Regions from separate parts of the Mus musculus genome. Here all the other regions are linked to region 2. A link is a contact called in public targeted proximity ligation data. All regions are on one chromosome and are shown on one strand. The core of a region is the stretch at or near the end of the contact, and the rest is flanking DNA. Distances in the headings are between cores, read along the strand shown. Region 1 holds the start of Fibp (fibroblast growth factor (acidic) intracellular binding protein). Region 2 holds the start of Znrd2 (zinc ribbon domain containing 2). Region 3 holds the start of Gpha2 (glycoprotein hormone alpha 2).

What was found.
Region 1: a targeted proximity ligation map of embryonic stem cells shows a contact between it and region 2, with 7 times the contacts expected there. A contact is called at or near these places in 20 of 39 promoter capture datasets (the 3T3-L1 cell line, the C10 cell line, the HPC-7 cell line and 13 more), 10 of 484 Hi-C or Micro-C datasets (the Ba/F3 cell line, CD4 T cells, embryonic stem cells and 3 more), 24 of 130 datasets of targeted methods (the 230-238 cell line, the HPC-7 cell line, the NIH/3T3 cell line and 15 more) and 5 of 9 other capture datasets (adipose tissue, embryonic stem cells, liver and 2 more).
Region 3: a contact with region 2 is called in a targeted proximity ligation map of pancreatic cancer cells. A contact is called at or near these places in 3 of 39 promoter capture datasets (embryonic stem cells and liver), 1 of 484 Hi-C or Micro-C datasets (embryonic stem cells), 2 of 130 datasets of targeted methods (large pre-B cells and pancreatic cancer cells) and 2 of 9 other capture datasets (adipose tissue and liver).

Annotation. Positions count from the first base shown.
Region 1 is chr19:5,459,314-5,462,280 of GRCm38.p6, reverse strand. It overlaps Fibp (fibroblast growth factor (acidic) intracellular binding protein), which reads right to left and starts at 1,674. Exons shown (of 10, transcript NM_021438.4): 1 at 1,503-1,674; 2 at 1,122-1,320; 3 at 765-891. The coding sequence starts at 1,587.
Region 2 is chr19:5,730,307-5,733,264 of GRCm38.p6, reverse strand. Znrd2 (zinc ribbon domain containing 2) reads left to right here and starts at 1,533. Exons shown (of 4, transcript NM_020491.5): 1 at 1,533-1,589; 2 at 1,670-1,821; 3 at 1,940-2,024; 4 at 2,553-2,958. The coding sequence starts at 1,571. The coding sequence ends at 2,896.
Region 3 is chr19:6,224,660-6,227,677 of GRCm38.p6, reverse strand. Gpha2 (glycoprotein hormone alpha 2) reads right to left here and starts at 1,277. Exons shown (of 4, transcript NM_130453.3): 1 at 1,253-1,277; 2 at 791-900; 3 at 523-707; 4 at 1-177. The coding sequence starts at 890. The coding sequence ends at 76.

The DNA.
Region 1 (2,967 bases), core at 425-2,924, 270 kb after region 2:
GATTAAAAGCATGCGCCAGCACCCCTGGCATGACTAGGTATTAATAACTACCATCATTTGACAATGTTTGCCAGCCTTTGGCATTTTTCCTTAAAAGAATGCTTACTTATTCCTGTCCTTAAGTTCAATTTAGCATCACGACCGTCAATCTCTGGCTCTTCAAGAGCCTGAATTAGAACGGATTCTCCTGAGTAACTTGGAGTGAACCAAGCAGCATACACACACGAACTCATTCTAGACACAAAGGAAAGGCACTCAAGGCCTATAAAGGTTGTAGCAAGAGCCCAGACCCATACCCATAGCCATCTGCGCCCAGTTTACACCCTGGTACTTCTCCCTTAAAGACAAGGCATGAATGCTACCAAAACGGCTCATGGATAAGGTAGGATCTAGCTCCCTTGTCGATTTCAAGGGATAGATGTGGCCAAGAACAGCATCTTCTAGGCAGGAGTACCATGAACAAAAACAAACTTGGGGCTCAAGAAATGTTAAGTCCAGAGAGGTCTATAGTGACCCAACCTGAGTCTGAAGGTCGAGGACAGTGGGAGCCAATGAAAATCTATAAGCAAAGGAAAGCCACGGTCAGACTGAGCCTAAGCCTGGTCCGCCTGGCCAGAGGGGAGGTGGAGGGAGGAGAGGGTTTATATGAAGAAGGAACTGGTTCCACAATCATGGGCTAGACCACGGGCTAGAGGTGGGGCTAGAGTAGTAAGAAGGATCCAGAGGTGGGCTAGACAGGTAGTGGTGTTATGTGTAGAACCCACCTGCCTCCGGCAGCTCTTGAGAGTAATTCCTGTTTTGGTGCTGATGTCATCCAGGTCTTTCTTGGTACCCTTGGACAGCTTCTTGCCCAAGACCTCCCGAACAAAGGCCTCATCAAAGGTGTAGTACCTTGTGGAGGCACAGGTCATTATTGGTGATCCATTAGGGAAGGAGAAGGGAGTTTGGAATTGGTTTCTCTTGTTCTCAATTTTCTAATTTCCTGAGTTCACCCCATCTACCCCTGTGTATATCCCAATACCCTCCCCCCAGACTCAGCTTCAGTCTACAAAATGGGTATAAGTCAGATTGACTGACATCCCTGCCAGTACCCACCCCCGTCCCCCACCCCTGGTGAGCACCTCTCGATGAGGAGTGTCTGTCGGGAGGGAGGAATCTGGAAGATGAGCTGGTGCAGCAGCTTCGGCGGCGCGTGCAGCAGACGCTCAAGCATGTGAAAGGTGCGGTAGTGGTCCATGGTGTCGCTCTGCAGCACTCCTGTGGTGGCTCCCGTCTGCTCCAAGATTCCGGAGCGTACTCGCAGAGCCACTGCATCGTTCACTGAGGAGTGGGCGCTACCATAAGACCCTAGAGGCCCTCCAGGGGTTCCACCTCCACCTCCAATCCTTACACTTCCCCGACTTCCCGCAGTCTGTCCACTTCCCTAAACCAAGCCTAAATCCTAGCCACGCCCCCTCTTCCCGATCCCCAACAACAGCTTCCCGGGAGGGCGGCTCACAGACCTGAGTAACCATCCAGCCAGAGGCGATACACGTCTTCATCTATAAGGGTCGTGTTCCCCACGAAAATGTCTAGTTCGCTGGTCATGACGATGCCCGGGCCGGGTTCGCCCGAAGCTGGAGCTTGTACGGGCCCCGGCCGGGCGAGTAGCCGCAGAGCGACTTCCGGGAGTTCGGAGATTTTGCTCCGGGCACCCGGAGCTGATGAAGGACCACTTCCGGGACGGAGCTAGTGAGACACCGCTCAGCTCTGTGAACGGTTTTTCGGAAGATGTCGGGATAGTCTTCTCTCAGTCTACCCTGTCTTGCAGATTCTCCCGTTAACCCCTTCTGTCACTCCCATCTTCTCAGTTTTCTCAGAGCCTCCCAGTTTTGACCTGTATCCTAAATTAGAATGTTTCCAAGGTTCTATCGTAGCGATTGCTAGGTGTATGTGGCCCTTACTTCCATTGTCCATAAGACAGACAGATGACCATTTTTCTTGTTCCCGGAGTGTATTTATTTTTATTGTTTTGAATAATGTGTATGTGGGGAGAGGGTGTGTACGTGTGAGTGCAAATGTTCTTTGAGACCTGAGGTATCAGGTCCCCTGGAGTTAAATTTACAGGCAAATATGAGTTAGTTGCACATATGGTTGTGGTTCCTTGCTTGTAACCACTTAGCTTTCTCTCCAGCCCCAGTTTTTCACCACATACTACACCCACACACAAGCTAGTGACTTCACTTAAAGTCTTTCAGAGCTCTGCCTGGAAGTAGGTATCTGCAGGGGCACCCATCTAGTAAGGCTGTCTTCTTTGTCTTTTCATGAGGCAGTAAAAGATTTACACAGGAGCCACCAAGCCTGAGTTCGTTCTCCTGCACCCATACTGTGTAAGGAAAGAACCAGCTCCAGGTTTTGTTTTGTTTGTTTGTTAAGACAAGGTCTTACTTTGTAGTCCAGGCTAGTCTAAATTGGCAGCAGTCTTTGATCTTCAACCTCCCAAGCATTGAGATTACAGGATAGGAACCACCAGTATACCTAGTCCTTATCACCTGATCTCTACATATGTATGCACTGTTGTATAATACATAAATATAGCTTACTGGCTATAATTACTAATAAAATTAACCCTGTATAACCTTTAATCCCAGCACTTGGAAGGCAGGCAGATATCTGAATTGGAGGTTAGCCTGGTCTACAGAGTGAGTTTCAGGACAGCCAGGGCTACACAGAGAAATCCTGTCTCGAAAAATGGGGGAAAATGAGTTCTACAAAAGCCAGTTCATCTCAGTGCACTTGCGGGTTGCTACCTAGAGACAGGGGGAGGAGGTCCTGGAGGAGGTCCTGGTTTATAAGACCAGGTCTCCCACTCCACTTCTGGTCCCTAGGCGGAGCACATTTTAGGGTTTCTAGACAGATCCCTCTCAGCTCCAGTCTGTTTCCCTGTACTCTTATCTCCGTGGCAGCCTCAGCACCCATCTCGTTCTA
Region 2 (2,958 bases), core at 284-2,783:
AGTGTACTTACATATAATAAATAAATTTAAAAAAAAAAAAAAAGAGCGCAGACTGCTCTTCCTAAGGTCCTGAGTTCAAGTCCCAGCAACCACATGGTGGCTCACAACCACACGTAATGAGATCTGATTCCCTCTTCTGGAGTGTCTGAAGACAGCTACAGTGTACTTACATATAATAAATAAATAAATATTTTTAAAAAAGAACTGAGCCATCTTTCTACCCCCTTCTTCCTCCTCCTCCTCCTCTTATTTATTTTATGCATGTGAGTATATGGTAGCTATTTCCAGACACCCCAGAAAAGGGTGTCTTAGCCCTTTTACAGATGGTTGTGAGCCACCATGTGGTTGCTGGGAATTAAACTCAGGAGCTCTGGAAGAGCAGCCAGGGCTCTTAACCGATGAGCCATCTCTCCAGCCCTTGGTCTTTTAATTACTTGGTGCTCTTGCAAAGAACCCAGGATTATGAGGAGCACTGGTCCTTGATTTGTAACCCACTCGAGTATAAGCCATTTTCACCAGCAGGCCCTACAGTCCTCTGAGAGGAGAGAATGCCTCCGTAAGATCTGGTGGGCTCTCCTGTAGAGCACTTTCTAACCAGTGATCAGTGGGGGAGGGTCAAGCCCATTGTAGGTGGGGTCATCCTTGGGCTGCTGCTCTTGGGTTCTGTAACAAAGCAGGCTGAGCAAGCCATGAGGAGCAAGCCAGTAAGCAGCACTCCTCCATGGCCTCCAGCTTCCTGCCCTGCTTGAGTTCCTGCTTTTGATGAACATGTTATATGGAACCATGAGTGAAACAAACCTTTTCTTTTCTTTTCTTTTCTTTTTTTTTGGCTTTTCGAGACAGGGTTTCTCTGTGTAGCCCTGGCTGTCCTGGAACTCGCTCTGTAGACCAGGCTGGCCTCGAACTCAGAAATTCGCCTGCTTCTGCCTCCCAAGTGCTGGGATTAAAGGCATGAGCCACCATGCCCGGCGAAACAAACCTTTTCCTCCCCAAGTTATTTTTGGTCATGGTGTTAATCCCAGCTATACTAGTCCTAACTAAGACAGCAGGCTTACATCAGTTCTAGGCATTGGTAGAAGGTGGACAGAGGACACCCAACACGCAAACAGGGAGGAGTGTTGAAATAGGCAGAAAACGACCTCAGTGTAGCTAGCCTAGTTTGAAAGATTTAGAGAACTTTTTATTGCAGTGACTGTTGGGCAGATGTCATGGTCCTGCCCATCTCCTGCTTCCCCTGTGTGGAAAGACAACCCTGAGGGAATCGGGTATTTCACAGACCTAAGGGCCACTTTATCTGAGGCAAGTAGAAATGGAGACTCTGAAAAGCCACACCCGAGTACTGAAGCGTTACCAGGGAGACGGTGGTACCCAACCATAGCTCTGGCCACCAGCCGAGCCCGTAGGTCAGGGTCAAATGTGCAGCAGACACGCCCCCCCTTTGACTAAAGCGCCAGGAAGACCGTGTAAGCGTCACTTCCGCCCTCAGCTACCACATGTGGGAGGCGGGGCCGTAGTGGGGGCGCATCTTATTTGGATCACTTCCGGTGAGCCCAGCAGTGACCACGGCAACATGGCCTTGAACGGTGCAGGTATGCGCTTGGGATGTTTGGGCAGTGGCCGTGGGGTGCGGGAGGCAGCTCTCTCTATCTCCTGTGCCTGTTTTCTCTAGATGTCGACGATTTCACCTGGGAGCCTCCGACTGAAGCTGAGACGAAGGTGCTGCAGGCGCGACGGGAGCGGCAGGATCGCATCTCCCGTCTGATGGGGGACTACCTGCTCCGTGGTTACCGCATGCTGGGCGACACGTGCGCCGACTGCGGGGTGAGGCGAGTGATGAGGCCGAGGCCGCGGACCGGGCCGCACGACCTTTCCTCAGCTCCCTCTTCTGTGAACCCTGTCTCTCCGGCTCACCTATGTCCATGTACTTTCTGGTCCCCAGACGATCCTCCTGCAAGATAAACAGCGGAAAATCTACTGTGTGGCTTGTCAGGAGCTCGACTCAGACGTGGATAAAGATAACCCGGGTGAGGGTCCGAGTGTGCACTGTGGGGAGAAGAGAGTGGCGATAGCTACAGAGGAACTGTGAGCCTGGGAGGTGACAGTGGAAACTCCTGCGTGCTGTGGCATTAAGGTGCCTTCTCGTTTCCGCCCTAGAGAGGTGTTTCATTCAAGAAAGACCATCAGCCTTTTGTTTCTGACACCGTGGGGAGAGTCCTAGCAAAATAGTCATCCTACGTTGTAGAGTGCACGTGCAACCCTGGGTGCTTGTGCATGTTGGACAGGCATTTTACCACTGAAGGGCGGGCATCCCAGTTTACAGGAATAGACTTGATGCATAGATGAGGCCAGGCCATCTGTCAAGCAACTGGACCTCAAGTGTAAATCAGTGGGGCAGTGTTTGGCAAGCATGTGTAAGGAGAAAGAAGAGTAGAGATGAGATGGGATTGGCTTAGGCAGAAAACACCAGCAGCTCAGGGACATCAGTAAAGAGCACATGACTCGGGAGAGGCGGACGGGGCACCCTCACTCTTCCACCACTTTTCTTGTTCTAGCACTGAATGCACAGGCGGCGCTCTCTCAAGCTCGGGAACACCAGCTGGCCTCATCTACAGAGCCTGCCTCGAGCTCTCGGCCCCCATCCCAGCCACCAGTACCCCGTCCAGAGCACTGTGAAGGCGCAGCAGCCGGGCTCAAGGCAGCCCAGGCGCCTCCTCTTCCGGCTGCACCTCCAAATACGGACGCGGTGGCTTCCACACAGACGGCCCTCCTGCAGAAGCTAACCTGGGCGTCAGTCGAGCTGGGCTCTAGCACCTCCTTGGAGACTAGTATCCAGCTCTGTGGGCTTATCCGGGCTTGCGCCGAGGCCCTAGGCAGCCTGAAACAGCTGGATCACTGAGACCTCTATCCTGATCCCTGTTCCCCTGAGAAAAACCCTCCAGAAAAACAGTTTTTCCTCCG
Region 3 (3,018 bases), core at 28-2,527, 490 kb before region 2:
AAGAGGGTCAGAGCCCCGAGTTTGAGATACCCATGACATGTCAGTGGCAGGACCGGAGCCTGAGCCCTTCGGGGACTAGTAGCGGGAGAAACGGCACATATCACACTGGCAGGCCCTTGCAGTAAAGATCTCAAGCTCCCCACGCTGGTTCCCCACGCACTGCAGCCACACCCTCACCTGTTGGAGGAGGACCCAAGTTTGTTCCCATTCCACCCCACCCTCACGCCCCCATCAGGTTCGAACCCCTGGGTCCTCACCCTCACACCTGGTCAGGTTCGGGCCCCTGGGGGTCCCCACCCTTATGGCCCGGTCAGGTTCGGGCCCCTGGGGGACCCCACCCTTACACCCCGGTCAGGTTCGGGCCCCTGGGTCCCCACCCTCATACCTGGTCAGGTTCGGGCTCCTGGGTCCCCACCCTCACACCAGGTCAGGTTCGGACCCCTGGGTCCCCACCCTCACGCTCCATCAGGCTCAGGCCCCTGGGTCCCCACCCTCACGCTCCATCAGGCTCAGGCCCCTTACCTTTCTGAGGCTGCTGATGGTGCAGCACTGGGAGGAAGAGGTGATGTTGTGCCGATAGCCACTGGCCACCAGCACAGAGTACCGGGAAGGGAAAGCACTAGACTCACAGTGTCCTACACAGGCCTGTGCCACGTGGGAGCCCTGGCAAGTGCCGAGGCGATCACTGCGCACCGTCACATTGAAGGCTGGAAGCAGAGAAGGGAGCAGCCGGTGAAGGCCGTGCTGGCCGGGTTACCCGTCCATCCGCTCCCCAAGCAGAGTTACTCACGGTGCAAGTGGCAGCCTGGGATGGCTGTCTCTGGGCTATGCCCTTCAGTGACTGCCAGGCCCAGCAGGCAAAGGAGCAAGACTCGTGGTGCCATGGGCATCTGCAAAGGACTGGGTGGGAAGGGAAGTCTTTGAAGTTGTGCCTCTCCACCAGCAAGCCAGGCTTCTGGGTCTCCTTATTGGTGAGGTGTGCTGGGTAGTGGTCTTTATCATCTCTGCCTTTGGTAGGAATGTGTGTGTGTGGGGGGGGTTGCTTCCCTGCCTCAGCTACTCTGGAAGGGTGTGAATAGCCACTTATATGTCATCCTATGCATTCTCCCCTGGAATGTCCTCACCATCTGCGGTACATATCAATTTCCCCATCTATGTGCCACTTTGGCTACAAGGCCCTGGCCCACCACCCCACCCTCCCTGGCTCCACCCCTCCCTTCCTGGCCCCACCTCCTCAGCCTCAGCAGCTTACCAGTCCAACAGCAACTGAAGACTCCTGGTGCCTCCTGCTGGTCTCCAAACTGGAGCTGGCTCTCCAGGCTTTTATTTGCTGGTGTTTTAGAGCCCCGCCCTCCCAGATATCAGATTTCAGGCCCCTCCTAGCCTGAAGCCTCCGCACAGTCCCACCTGGAGATCAGGGTCTGTGGTTTCTTCAGAATGCAGTCTCCACTGACATTTCCCTTTCTCTTTAGGCTGTCTAGTGCTGAATACTAGAGGGAGTGAGGCAGGCCCAGGAGTGGCCCAGTGTGACCTGTGGGCAGCTGGATTTTCTTCATCCTCTGTGAGCCTAGGCAGGACTCTTGCCTGATCAGCCATTCTCTGTTGAAAAACTACTATGTCTTTTAGTGATTACAAAGGAATGGGGCTGAAAATCAACTTTTTTTTGTTTTGTTTTTGAGACAGGGTTTCTCTGTGTAGCCATGGCTGTCCTGGAACTCACTCTGTAGACCAGGCTGGCCTGCTCTACAGAAATCCGCCTGCCTCTGCCTCCCAAGTGCTGGGATTAAAAGCGTGCGCCACCACCACCCGGCTTTCAACTTTTTTTCTTAAAAGACCATCTCATACATCTCAGGGGCAACCTTGAGCTTGGTCTTCCTTCCTCCTCCTCCTAAGCCCTGGAGTCACAGGCAGGAGCCACCATATTCATGCAGTTCATGCTGTGCTGGGGTCGAGCCCAGGGCCTTATGAATGCTAAGGAGGGACTCCACCAGGGGAGTTACATCCCCAGTCCAAGAACAAGATTGTTTTGTTCAAGGGCACCTAAGCTGTGCTTGCTGGCAGACTAGGGGTAGGGCCATTTCGGTCTCCCAGAGTCCTGGGAGTGCTTCCTTATCATGTGGCTGGTTGCAGAGTAGAATTCTGAGCTAGAAAGTCTCCCTAGTCCCTGGAATAGCAGGGACCAGTCTACATTAAAAGCAGAGCTGGACTCCAACCTCTGGCTCTGTTGAGTCTAACTCTGCTTACAGAGGAAAGGCGCCCTACTAAAAGCCTCATTCACATATCATACTATGGATCCATGGTGCTAAGTTACACCTAGGACAAGAATGTGACAGGTTGAGGGCTGTGGGTGTGGTTCTGTGGCAGAGCGCTTGCCTGGAAGCTTAGGGTTCTGAGTTCCATGTATTTTTGGCACCATAAAACAAGCAAGCAAGCAATAACAAAGCCCTTAGTCAACATTAGCTGGAGGTTGAGTGAAGAAGCACCCAGACCAAGGTCTGTGGTGATTATAGGCAGCCCCGCTTAGACTACTCACCTGCTTAGAAGAGTGGGACAACCCACAGCTGCCAGAGCTCGAGGGCTCCTCAGAGCTTTCCAAATCCTACCTCTCACTTTCCAGATAATCAGAAGGGGTAGCAGAGGTTCTTATGTTAGCTGGTCCCAGTCAGCACAGGCACGCAGATCTCCAGGCTCCGGAGCTGTGTCCGTCAGCAGCAGTAGTCAGTGAAGTTATGCTCAGTCGGGATTATAGTACAAATGTAGTAAACAGGGTTTGGGAGAAACTGATATGCCCATGTCGCTCACCCCCACCCCTACACCCTTGCTCGCCTTTAGTGTCCCCTGTTCAGGCTCCAGATCCTGGGTTGTCTGGCTCTCCAGAGCACCCTCCTTCTTCCTTTTCCCTATCAAAGGTAGAGACAGCCAAGCAAAGGGACTCAGAGGAACCCAGCACTTTAGACCCAGGCTTCCCAGTAGGAACTCTGTGGCATGCGACAGAGAAATGGCTGTATAAAGACCAGG